3 separate regions of the Mus musculus genome follow, and all the other regions are linked to region 3. A link is a contact called in public HiChIP or PLAC-seq data. All regions are on one chromosome and are shown on one strand. Each heading gives the region's core, a stretch centred on a gene start, on an enhancer-like site or on the middle of the called end of the contact. The rest is flanking DNA. Distances are from core to core; before and after follow the strand shown.

Evidence for each region. HiChIP or PLAC-seq counts read pairs in DNA pulled down with a chosen protein or histone mark.
Region 1: a BATF HiChIP or PLAC-seq map of CD8 T cells shows a contact between it and region 3, with 9 read pairs. The contact joins the promoter of Mrpl33 here to the enhancer-like site in region 3. A contact is called at or near these places in 1 of 39 promoter capture datasets (macrophages), 1 of 15 datasets of contacts at CTCF or cohesin (the NIH/3T3 cell line), 3 of 484 Hi-C or Micro-C datasets (the C2C12 cell line, cerebral cortex and nephron progenitors), 2 of 115 datasets of contacts at active chromatin or transcription factors (CD8 T cells and embryonic stem cells) and 2 of 9 other capture datasets (adipose tissue and liver).
Region 2: a BATF HiChIP or PLAC-seq map of CD8 T cells shows a contact between it and region 3, with 20 read pairs. The contact joins two enhancer-like sites. A contact is called at or near these places in 1 of 15 datasets of contacts at CTCF or cohesin (CD8 T cells), 4 of 484 Hi-C or Micro-C datasets (the C2C12 cell line, Th2 cells, peritoneal macrophages and 1 more) and 6 of 115 datasets of contacts at active chromatin or transcription factors (CD8 T cells, acute myeloid leukemia, cardiomyocytes and 3 more).

What each region holds. Positions count from the first base shown.
Region 1 is chr5:31,612,602-31,615,955 of GRCm38.p6, reverse strand. It overlaps Mrpl33 (mitochondrial ribosomal protein L33), which reads right to left and starts at 2,005. Exons shown (of 4, transcript NM_025796.3): 1 at 1,934-2,005; 2 at 1,335-1,353. The coding sequence starts at 1,955. The region is part of intron 2 of Gm38424 (a long non-coding RNA gene); the gene reads right to left.
Region 2 is chr5:31,858,309-31,861,950 of GRCm38.p6, reverse strand. The region is part of intron 6 of Babam2 (BRISC and BRCA1 A complex member 2); the gene reads right to left. Among named protein-coding and RNA genes, the nearest start is that of Gm52770, 140 kb to the left of the region's middle. Within about 2 kb of position 1,325, at least 60 of the 459 cell types and tissues checked have an H3K27ac peak or open chromatin away from gene starts, as enhancers often do. A contact at or near this core is called in CD8 T cells and Th2 cells, where this site is marked.
Region 3 is chr5:31,731,214-31,734,906 of GRCm38.p6, reverse strand. The region is part of intron 3 of Babam2 (BRISC and BRCA1 A complex member 2); the gene reads right to left. Among named protein-coding and RNA genes, the nearest start is that of Babam2, 35 kb to the right of the region's middle. Within about 2 kb of position 2,171, at least 35 of the 459 cell types and tissues checked have an H3K27ac peak or open chromatin away from gene starts, as enhancers often do. A contact at or near this core is called in CD8 T cells, Th2 cells and adipose tissue, where this site is marked.

The DNA.
Region 1 (3,354 bases), core at 756-3,255, 120 kb after region 3:
CTCATTTAGCCATCCAAACCAGCAAACTTATCATTTATCTCCCTGACCTTTGAATACCTGTGCTGTTACTTTCTCGTATGTGTGTGTCATCTTTGCCTCCCCACATAAGCCATTCGTCATGCCATTACACATCTGAAGCACTTGAAACCACAATCGGGCATGGAGGCTCACATCTATAATTTCAGCACTCTGAAGGCTGAGACAGGAGGATCAACCTGGACCACAGACTGAGATCCTGTCTCAAAACAAAATAAAGCCAAGAAGGCCACATTACTCCTCAAACAATGCCCCTGAAGACTACAGTATTTGTTGATGGAACAAGAAAGACAATGATGCTAGGTATGGTGGTACAGGCCAATAACCCTAACCACTTAGGAGGCTGGAGCAGGAAGTTCACAAGTTCAAGGCCAACCTGGGCAACTCATTGAGTCTGAAAACTTAGAAAAACAAATATGAGGCTGAACAGAATTCAGGAAGAGAGCTTGTGCCCAGCATGGGCCTAGGTTCAATGCCCAGTACTGGAGGGGAGAGAGGGTTATATAATTAACATAATTATCCATTCAGTCACACGGATTCAACAAGTCTCTATGGGGTACTTACTCTGTGAGGAGCCCTACAAGACACTAAGTCTGTGCCTCCTAGGGCTGAAATTATGGAACAGATGGACTGGCCCATAGGCAAGGCACAGGTCTAGCCTCTCAGTTCCAGCTGCCTAACGCTTAGCTCTGCAATCTTTCTAGTGCTTGGACTGACTTCTATAAACAGGCTCTAGGTTTCCATCAAATCAGAGCTCATCTGTAGATTCCTGCAGAAGACTCAGGCAAATGGCTCTGGTTAGGTAGAGCCAAACAGATCACCAGCCTGATGCTTGCTTTAGGAGCAAAGCAATGAACTAATAGATTCTGAGGTGAGACCAGAAGCAAAGTTCCTTTACACAAAGGCTGTGAATACTCCCTGGGACAGAAGGGAGACAGCACAGTCCTCAACTTACATCCTCAGTTTACCCAGTGCAAATGCACTGCTTTGCAAGAGGCCACATTTCCCACTGTGCTCTCTTCCCCAGTTAGTAACGGGTACCTCGGCTTCCTACCAGCCACAAAGGGAAGAGGAAGCAGGGTTGCTAAGCGACATGATCTGTGGTTTTGGTATATCAGATGCATTCTCAGCTTATGTATCTGCAACCCAGGATCGAACTGTCAATGGTAGCACCATCAAAGGACTTTTCCCCCAAGGTGCTCACATCAACAAAATAATTAACCAAATAAATAACCCCAGATCAACTCTTGGGAGATCAAACCCAAACACTGGGCCAATAAAACAAAAACCTTACTTACTTTGACTTGCTCTTGGCAACTTGTGTGTGTAAAGGTTGGAAGAAAGAAAAAAGATAAGGTTGTTATTTTTTTCATTCGAAGTGCTTATCAACATTAGTTGTAACCAAAAACACTTTAAAAGTATTCCCCACTTTACACTAAAATAACTTTTTCCTGGTGTGAGTCTGGCCCACACAATTATGAATGTTTTGTTGTTGTTGTTGTCTTGGTATAATCAACAGTTGTCTGCCATCTTAACATCGTTCTAAGTAATATCTGCTCTATCCCCACCCTTCTATAGTGTAAATATTTGTACTGCAACACAGCTCTTGTTTGAACTTTACAGACTGCAGCAAAGTCGCCTGAGATGCTAACTCTAATCAGGATGTCAGCCAGGAGCCAGGCAGCGGGGTAATACCACAGCGGCCAGTAGACATTCTTCGGACACCCCTGCAGAGGGCGACGGGGCTCCCGCCGCCTTCTCACCAGACCCGGAGGCGCGCCGCGGGGTGGCAGCCGCCGCGCCAGGTCCTCCACCCCTCCGGGCTCCACCTCGGGACCTGCGGGTCACCGCCTCGGCTCCACGCCGCAGGCCCTGCCGCCGCCTCAGACCGACTTACAAGAGACAGCGGAGAGCAGCATGGTCCACCGATTCTCACCGAGACCCGCCTAAAGAGCTCAACGACTACTTCCGGGGCATGCGCGGGTTCCGGTAGAAGGCTCAGGAAGTGGACAGAAGCCACGCCCTCCCCTGAAGTTCGGGCAGTCTCTGACTCAGTGATTTATTGGTAGTGAATTTTGTGGTATTATGGGAAGGACCCCCCCTCCATACAAAAGATAATACTGCCAAATATCACAATACCCAGATCTGCCTGGCTCCAAAACATGTAGCCTTTCCCAAGAGACACTGATCTATCTTTTTTTTTTTTTAATTTTATTATATATTTTCTTTATATACATTTCAAATGCTAGCCCGAAAGTTCCCTATATGCTCCCCTACCCACCCTGTACTGGGGCATATAAAGTTTGCAATACCAAGGGGCCTCTCTTCCCAGTGATGGCCGACTAGGCCATCTTCTGATACATATGCAGCTAGAGATACGAGCTCTGGGGGTACTGGTTAGTTCATAGTGTTGTTCCACCTATAGGGTTGCAGACCCCTTCAGCTCCTTGGGTGCTTTCTCTAGCTTCTCCATTGGGGGCCCTATGTTCCATCTTATAGATGACTATGAGCATCCACTTCTGTATTTGCCAGGCACTGGCATAGCCTCATACGAGACAGCTATACCAGGGTCCCTTCAGCAAAATCTTTCTGGCATATGCAATAGTGTCTGGGTTTGATGGCTGATTATGGGATGGATCCCCGGGTGGGGTAGTCTCTGGATATTGTACTCTGATCTACCATTTGCCCAGCAATATTTTTATGCCTGTGCAAGAAGTCCTAACTCCACCACCAGGGACCTCACTGGTAACTTCATCTCCCAATTAATAATCAGGATTTTATTATTTTTGCTGTTGTTTTGCTTAATTTGTGTGTTTATAATGACTCTCCCTATATTATAATTTATTTTTACGCCTGAGTGTTTTGCTTGCTTGTATATTTGTGTACCACTTGTGTGCCTGGTACCTGAGAAGTTTAGCATCATGCTTCAAATCTGGAACCAGAGTGTTATGATAGTTGTGAGCCACCATGTGGGTACTGGAAAGCAAACCCTACTCCCATACAAGAGCAACAAATATTCATAGTGGCTAAGCAATCCTCTCTGGCCTGTTGTTGTTGTTGTTGTTGTTGTTGTTGTTGTTGTTGTTGTTGTCTTAAGTGATCTTCTCAGCAATGCTGTATTTCCATTTCCATGTGAGGAATCCAAGGATAAGAATAACTAACTTGGCCAAGGCTGTTCCAGTTATTAGTGGAAAGTCTAGGTCTTGAATCCAAATCTTCAAAATCTGGAGGTCATATTTTAAATTTTCAAATATGGCAGGCATGTACTTAGTGCTAGTCTAGCTAAATCAGAGAGTTCCAGGTTCAGTAAAGATCCTA
Region 2 (3,642 bases), core at 76-2,575, 130 kb before region 3:
GGATAAAATATAGGCATGCAAATGAAGAGTTGCATTTATTTCAAAGATGGCTACCTTTTAAGCCTGGGATAAAGACAAGCATTAGTCTTGTTACTTTGAAATTAAGCCAGACCTCATGGACACAATGCACATGTACAACATTCTGCTCACGAGAGCACACAGCAGCAAAGAGCAGCCATCACTCAGGGAGAGTGGAAACAATCTTCCAAGAAAGAGGGAGAGTGATTCTAGTTAGAACTGGAAATATAGGGAAAAATGGAAAACATTTAATAGTCGCTGAAGAAAATGTGCTAAAGAATCAGGTTTGTAAAGCCCAGACATAATAAGAGTCCCAAACAAAATGGGAACCACAAATTTTAGGGAAGCAAATTAGTATGTCTCTAAGGATTTCTTCCCATGTTCAACCGTCAGATTACAGAAAGGGGCAAAGCATGTGGTGTCAACCACAGTGAACAAGGTGGACAGTTAGGAGGGCTATGGGCGTGGGGCTGACGTACAGACTTGCTAGGCAGATGATCATGAGTGATAGGCTAAAGTCCAGAAGTGGCTCAAGATGTGGAAGTGTGGAAGAGGCACTGGTTTGAGACTTACTAAGCAGAGAAGAGTACTAGGGCTTCAGAAACAAGAGGGTTAGGAGAAGGTAGGCAGAAATGGGAGGGCAGAGAGCCAACGTGGAGATAGAGAGAAACTGGCAGGCTGGACCAATGATGAACCAGCATCGTATGTGTCATAAACTATGGAGAACAGCAGCAGAGGGTAGGGAGAAATTATGACCCAGGTACTGAGGACACATATGAAATGGAAACAAGCCCTGGACTGATGGAATTAGCAAGGTTTCTAGAGGAGAGTGATGCAGGCAGTCAAAGGAATAGGATTTTGTATTTTCACAGTGAGTCAGCAAAACTGAGAGAAGGTGAAGCCAGTTTCCACATAGGACCAGAGCTGAACTACATAAAGGAGTCAAGGAGTCAAGGAAAGAGCTAGGGAACATGTCTCCAAATGAGAACCCTACACTACTTCTAGCTGCTGCTGGGTTGACCAGATTACTGAAGGACAGAATTAACTAATAAAGTACCCTATATGCCAAAAACCAAACCAAACCAAACCAAAAAAAACAACCAACCAGAGAATGCACCAACTATTATCATCTGGAGATTTATCATCATTCTTCCTCAAAGATACAATTTGACCTAGGTATTACATTCATTTCAAATAAGATATACAGACAGAAACAAGCAACTTGCCCAAGGTCTGGGTTGGGGCAAAGCTGACAGTGGAACTAAAGTGTAACCTGATATCTTTCCTGTTCTCAACCACTAACAGAACTCAGATGACATCAAGCATTCCCTCTTCTACTACGTCTGCTTTTAATAAAAATCATAAATCATTTAGTTATGTGATGTCAATTTCAACCACATCAGAGAACAACCACCCCACATTTCCTTGCATTATGATAAGAATGCAATTGTGCCTTCCTAGAAATGCTACACTGGTAACTTCTAGGTGAGAAACAGAACATGCTAAAAACACAACTGTGCTTGACTTTCAAGTTACCGACAACCTGGTGAATGGGCTGTTTTGTTTTCCCCACAGCAATATTCAAGATCACATCTTAGACTCTGGGTTTCTGTTATTTTGTCTCAATGTTTCCTTGCTTTCAATGAATATAAACAATTTCAGGTTGGCTCAGTTTTATTACAATTGATCATTACAAATAAAAACATCTTTGGAACATCTGAGAAAATATCCCTGTGCTGTTCAGGTTGCTAGGTCATTTCCATATCCAGACTATAACTTGGTCTTGGTCTTCTGAAAAATAATGGAACTAAAACAGAGTAAAGAAACCATGGATATCTCCTACTTTGGATGAAAAGAGTTCTGTTTAATTTAAACATACATACATAAAGACAGACAGACAGACAGACACATGGGCATATACACACATGCACACACACACAAACACAGAGAGAGAGAGAGAAGGAGAGAGAGAGGGGAAGGTAGGGGGAGAGAGAGAAGGAGAGAGGGAGAGAGAGGGAGAGAGGGAGAGAGGGAGAGAGGGAGAGAGGGAGAGAGGAAGAGAGGGGAAGAGAGAGAGAACTGGATTTCAATTTCTGATTCTCTTGCCTTCAGCCCCAAGTGCTAGAATCCTGGGGATATCACCACACCAGCCACACCAGGCTGCCTACATTCTTTTTGGCCAGAAAATAAGAGAATTGGTCAAAGAAGGGTAACAGCTCAGCATCTAGAACTCTGAGAGGGCCCGGCATAAGGTATCTAGTGGGAAGGCAGGTGCCTAAGGTATGCTGAGGTGTGATGACCACTTAGCTAGCTATTCCTCAACCGATAGGTCAGATCTATTAATCTTATATGGTGGTAATGGTTTCCAATGTTAAGACAGCTGTAGATACACTATGACAATCTGCAGCAGGGAGCAATTTTCTTCTCTGAAAGAACCTTCTCCACTTGGAAGGCACTTGTCTGGTCTTCTCTAGGGATCAGGGATCAGATGATTGTGACTCTGGCCTCTCTATACCAGTCATAGACAGAAGTTCCTCTTGCAGGAGAAGAGGACCGCTGTTTTCCCTGCCTGTCCCAGTGGCTGTGAGGGAAGAGCAGCAGGTACTCTGTTAGGCTGCTCTGTGACCAGCCTGTGAGAATTCCCACCACATTCCCCTGCCTCCTGTCCCCTGCTATAGGAATCCTACTTCACAGGCTCATTACTGCCTCTCCAACTGCAGGGAAAGTGTGACGAGCGGGTGTGGCAGCAGTCCCAAGATGGTGCCCGGGACTGCAGCTAAGTCTTATGACTTGCACCTGACTTCCTTATACACCTGAAAATAAGCCATGGCCATCTTGAGAGCTCCGCAGGTGCACCATGATGCTGGTGGTGTAAACAAGTCCATATTTGGTGGAGACATGCCCCTGCCGCCCTGATTGGCTGAAGCTGCGTGCCTGGTGAGGTGGCGTGGCCTGCCGTGAGTGGATGGGGGCTGAGAGTATGTAAGCAGACCTCCCTGGGTGCCCGGGGTCCCCGTAGCAGCATTGAGGCATTACTGCAATAAAGGCTGTTGAGAAGAATCCGAAGTGTTGTATCGTTCTTGCTGGTCGAGAGCGGACCCGACAGGAAGGAAATATTTCTATGCAATAAAAATTATTTTGGTGTTTTTTACTCCCTCCTCATCCATGCAAAACAGGAAAGCATGACACATTGCCTTTTATGGTTATAAAAGATCCAGATGAAGGTTCTCCGTGTTCTCAGACAATTGTGCTCACAATATTAACACAACACTTTCCTCACTGAACACTGTTTAAAAGAGGAAAATGCCTTATATGCTCTCAGCTTATATCTCCAGGGAAGACAGAGCTTGACGAATGTTTACTGGACCAGGTCACTGGATAATCAAACAGGGAGGTCATAGAAATCATAAAATTAATATGCTTGCAGATGGCTGCTTAAAATGAGAATGAGAAGGTACTTTTAATTGGTTTTAAAAAAAACAATTTTATTTTCTCTTCCAAATACTTGAACCACACCCTTAACAGTGTGGTCCACAGAGTACTAAAAACCTAGAGCACGAATTGCTATCTTACAACATGGTAACTCAGTGAATTTGCTGTTCAAAGACCAACTCCACAAAAGCC
Region 3 (3,693 bases), core at 922-3,421:
AGGAATGTAAGCAGGACACAGCTGATCACAGAGAAGCCATTGTCCTTCCATATACACAGTGAGGAGATGAGAGGAGGAGGCATAGGACTATAAGCAGGAAGATTAATTAAAAGTTCTTCAGGAAAGAGTCCACACACCTCCCTGTCTGACAATGGCCAAGTATGTATCCCACACTTATTTGAGGGAAGCTTATAGATCAGCAACTCTCTATCTGATAGTCTCGCTCAACCTTTGGGAAGATGAACCATTCTTTCATAGGGTTCACCTAAGACCATCACAAAACACATTATGTAGCAAAATTACAGTTACAAAGTAGCAATGAAAATAATTTTATGGTTGGGGGTCACCATAACATGAGGACTGTATTAACCAGCTGCAGTATTATAGAATAACAGGAAGAAAAATGATAATATAAAATATGATGCTCCAAGTGGATATAAAAATAATGGTGGCAAAAAAAATTTTTTTTTAATTTTTACAATTGTTACATTTATTTATTCATTCATTCATTTATTTGTGTGTGTGTGTGTGTGTGTGTGTGTGTGTGTGTGTGTGTGTGTGCCTGTGATGGTTTGTGTGTGATGATGTGTATACAAGGCACGCATCTGGAGGTCAGAGGACAACTCATGGGACTCAGTTCTTGAACTGGTTAGCAGGGATTTTATTTAATCTTATTGTTCAAAGATTTTTATTTTCAATTGCAACTATACATGTGCATGTATATGTACATGCAGGTGCCTTCACAGTCCAGAAGAAAGGATCAGATCTCATGGAACTGAACTTGCAGACAGCTGTGTGCTGCCTGACATGGGTTCTAGGGACCAAACTCAGGGTTCTCTACAAGAACAAAACAGTTTGTTTTCTTAACTGCTGAGCCATCTCTTCAACCTCTTGGCTAGTTTTAATTGCACCCTAGAGTCATCTGAGAGGAGCCTTGGCTGAGGAATTGCCTAGAAGGAGACTGGCCTGTGTGCATGCCTGTAGAGGACTGTCTTGATTATTAACTGATCCAGGAAGGCTTTGGTCACAGTGTTTTATCACAGCAATCGAAAGGAAACTAGAACAGTTCTCTCCTTCTAACCAGGTAGATTGCAGGGATTGAATTCAGGTTGTTAGGCTTGTCAGCAAGCACCTTTAACTGCTGAATCATCTCATTGGTCCCAGAAGTATTTTAGATCTCCAATTTTTGTTATTTGAAAGACTGTAACAGATACTGCAGTCATACAGTAAGAACAAGATATCTGAAAGGGAAACAAAAAGGAAGAAAGACCTTAAGAAAGATACCTAATTTTAATGGAGGTAATAAAAAAATGTTGGGCCAAGATACAGAAGAGAGAAGAACAAAAATCTGGGGAAGTTATTTGAGCCTGGTTTCCAATAACCTAAGCAAGTAGCCAGTTTCCTAAAAAACCATCCAGTAATGTACAGAATTGTTACTATTAGGCCCACAAAAGAAGGTAAAATCTAATGATATTTAATGCAGAAGCAGGCCTATCAAGCCACTGTGTAATTTATGAACAATGCCCTGGAAACAATTATAGACAACAAATTATTAATCTTAAGAATGCAAAGGGGAAAACAGAAGACACATAAAAACAGTGCAGGAAAATGCAAGAGAAAAAGAAAGAAGCAGAGGCTAATCTTATCCTGTGAAGTGTGAAGCCAAAAGACATTATCTGTGGTTCATAGGACTCCAGATAGATGAAATATCCATCACGACTGCACAGAGATCGTCCTAGCTGATAACAAAGCTGAGTCATGCACTTATCAAGAACTCTGGGGGACTGTTCATTGAATTGTATGATACAGTGTTAAAAGTGACCCTGGAGGGGAGGTATGGAAGGGGTTGTCATGGACTTGTTCCTTGGGAAAGTTTGTCTCTAACCTTTGTAAGGCCCTGAAATTTGATCCCCAGCACAAGAAAAAAGAACAAAGGTTTAAGCTACAAGGTAAAGAACTCGGGAACCAATAGCAGTGATGTGGTTTTATTAAAGAGGAAGAGAGAGGTAAGGGGGATGGTGAAAATAGGCTGATGCCCCTATAAGAGGGCAGGAAGTCAAAAGATAACATCTATAGCTGGCCAGTCAGGAAAGAGGCAGTGTAGTACTGAGAGAACTGGGAATCCTCAAAAGAACTAAACTGAAACCATTTCTTAAAACTATAATGGTTTACTCAGAAAAAAGGAGTAGGAGGGGGAAACATGGGACAGTGCTTCCTTCTGTGTGTAACCTCAGCACTATCTCCACTTCATCTACCAGTGACTTACTTGGATCATTTCTGTTCAATTTAGTTAGTAATTTCTTTTTGGAAAAAAAAAAAAAGTAGCAATCTAATCCTGTCACTATTTTGTACTTTTGTGGTTTCCTGAGAATGGTCTAATAATGCAAGGGTAACAAATGACCTTGGACTGAATGTCTCATTTAACGTTGCACTTGGTAAATTAATACAAAGCAATCTAGAGAGTATCGAGATGTGGTACCTCCCAGTTAATGATGGTAAAACACACAGTCACTACTCCAAAAAGAGTTTATCTACCCATTCCACCCATCATATTGTGTGTGTGTGTGTGTGTGTGTGTGTGTGTGTGTGTGTGTGTGTGTTCATCCTAAGCCCCAGGTACCTTCTTGTCTCTGTGTCCCCACACTGGAATTATAAGCATCTGCCCCTGCCAAGCCTTTCTCTGTGTAAATTTGGGGATTAAACCCAGGTCCTTTTACCTTGAAAGCACAGTATGGCTTGTGCCATCTCCCTCATCCATCCATCTGATCTTTAATAACCACATTTTTTATTCCTCTTTTTTACAAATAGGTAGATTTTAATACCCTGTTCACAAGGCTAGGTTTAAGAAAGAAAATGCCAAGTGCAATTACTGACACTAACAAAGCAAAGCTATTATCACTTTCACAGTAGGCAAGAGGTTCAGTGCTGTGATGGTGACAGAGAAGGGCTAATACAGCATAGACAGATGCTATGGATGCTGGCCTGCAGCCCAAGCATGTACCTCGTACACCATCCAGGCAGTGATGGAAGCCCACAGTGCAAAAACTCAGGCTACTCTTTACACAGACTCAATTTACCTGAATAACAAATATCCTTAATTTTGGAAAGATAGACAACATTTAAAACTGATTTAAAAAAAAAAAAAGATGTAAAATGGCTGACTTCCACTCTCTGAGTCAATAGAAGGAGTTTCCACAGAGACTGTGTGTTCTAAGAATCTGCCATACTCCATCTGCTTTCCTTACTTATATTATCACTCTGGTCCTTGCAGGCCATTAACATTTCTAACTCTTGTTCACATACCCCATGCCCAGAACACTAGAGTAAGGGCTAACAATGGGTTTTGACAGCAGTGGGGATATTAGCCATTCCTACCTTAAAAAAAACTATTACTAAGTAGGCATTTTAAGTGGTACATCTTTTTTCATTCTTACTTTTTTTTTTTTTTTTTTTTTTTACTTTATTGAGTGCAGGGCACATCACACATGTGGAAATCAGAAGACAATATACAAGATTCAGTTCTCTTCTTCCTCTGGGTCCAGGAATGGAACTCAGGTTGTCAGGATTGGTGGGAGGTGTCCTTACCCACTCACTGAACCATCTTGCAGGCACAAAGCAATAAGCCTCTTTATGGGATATTATCTTAGAGCTACCTCTAAGAAAAAAATACATACATATGCACTACTATGTTTC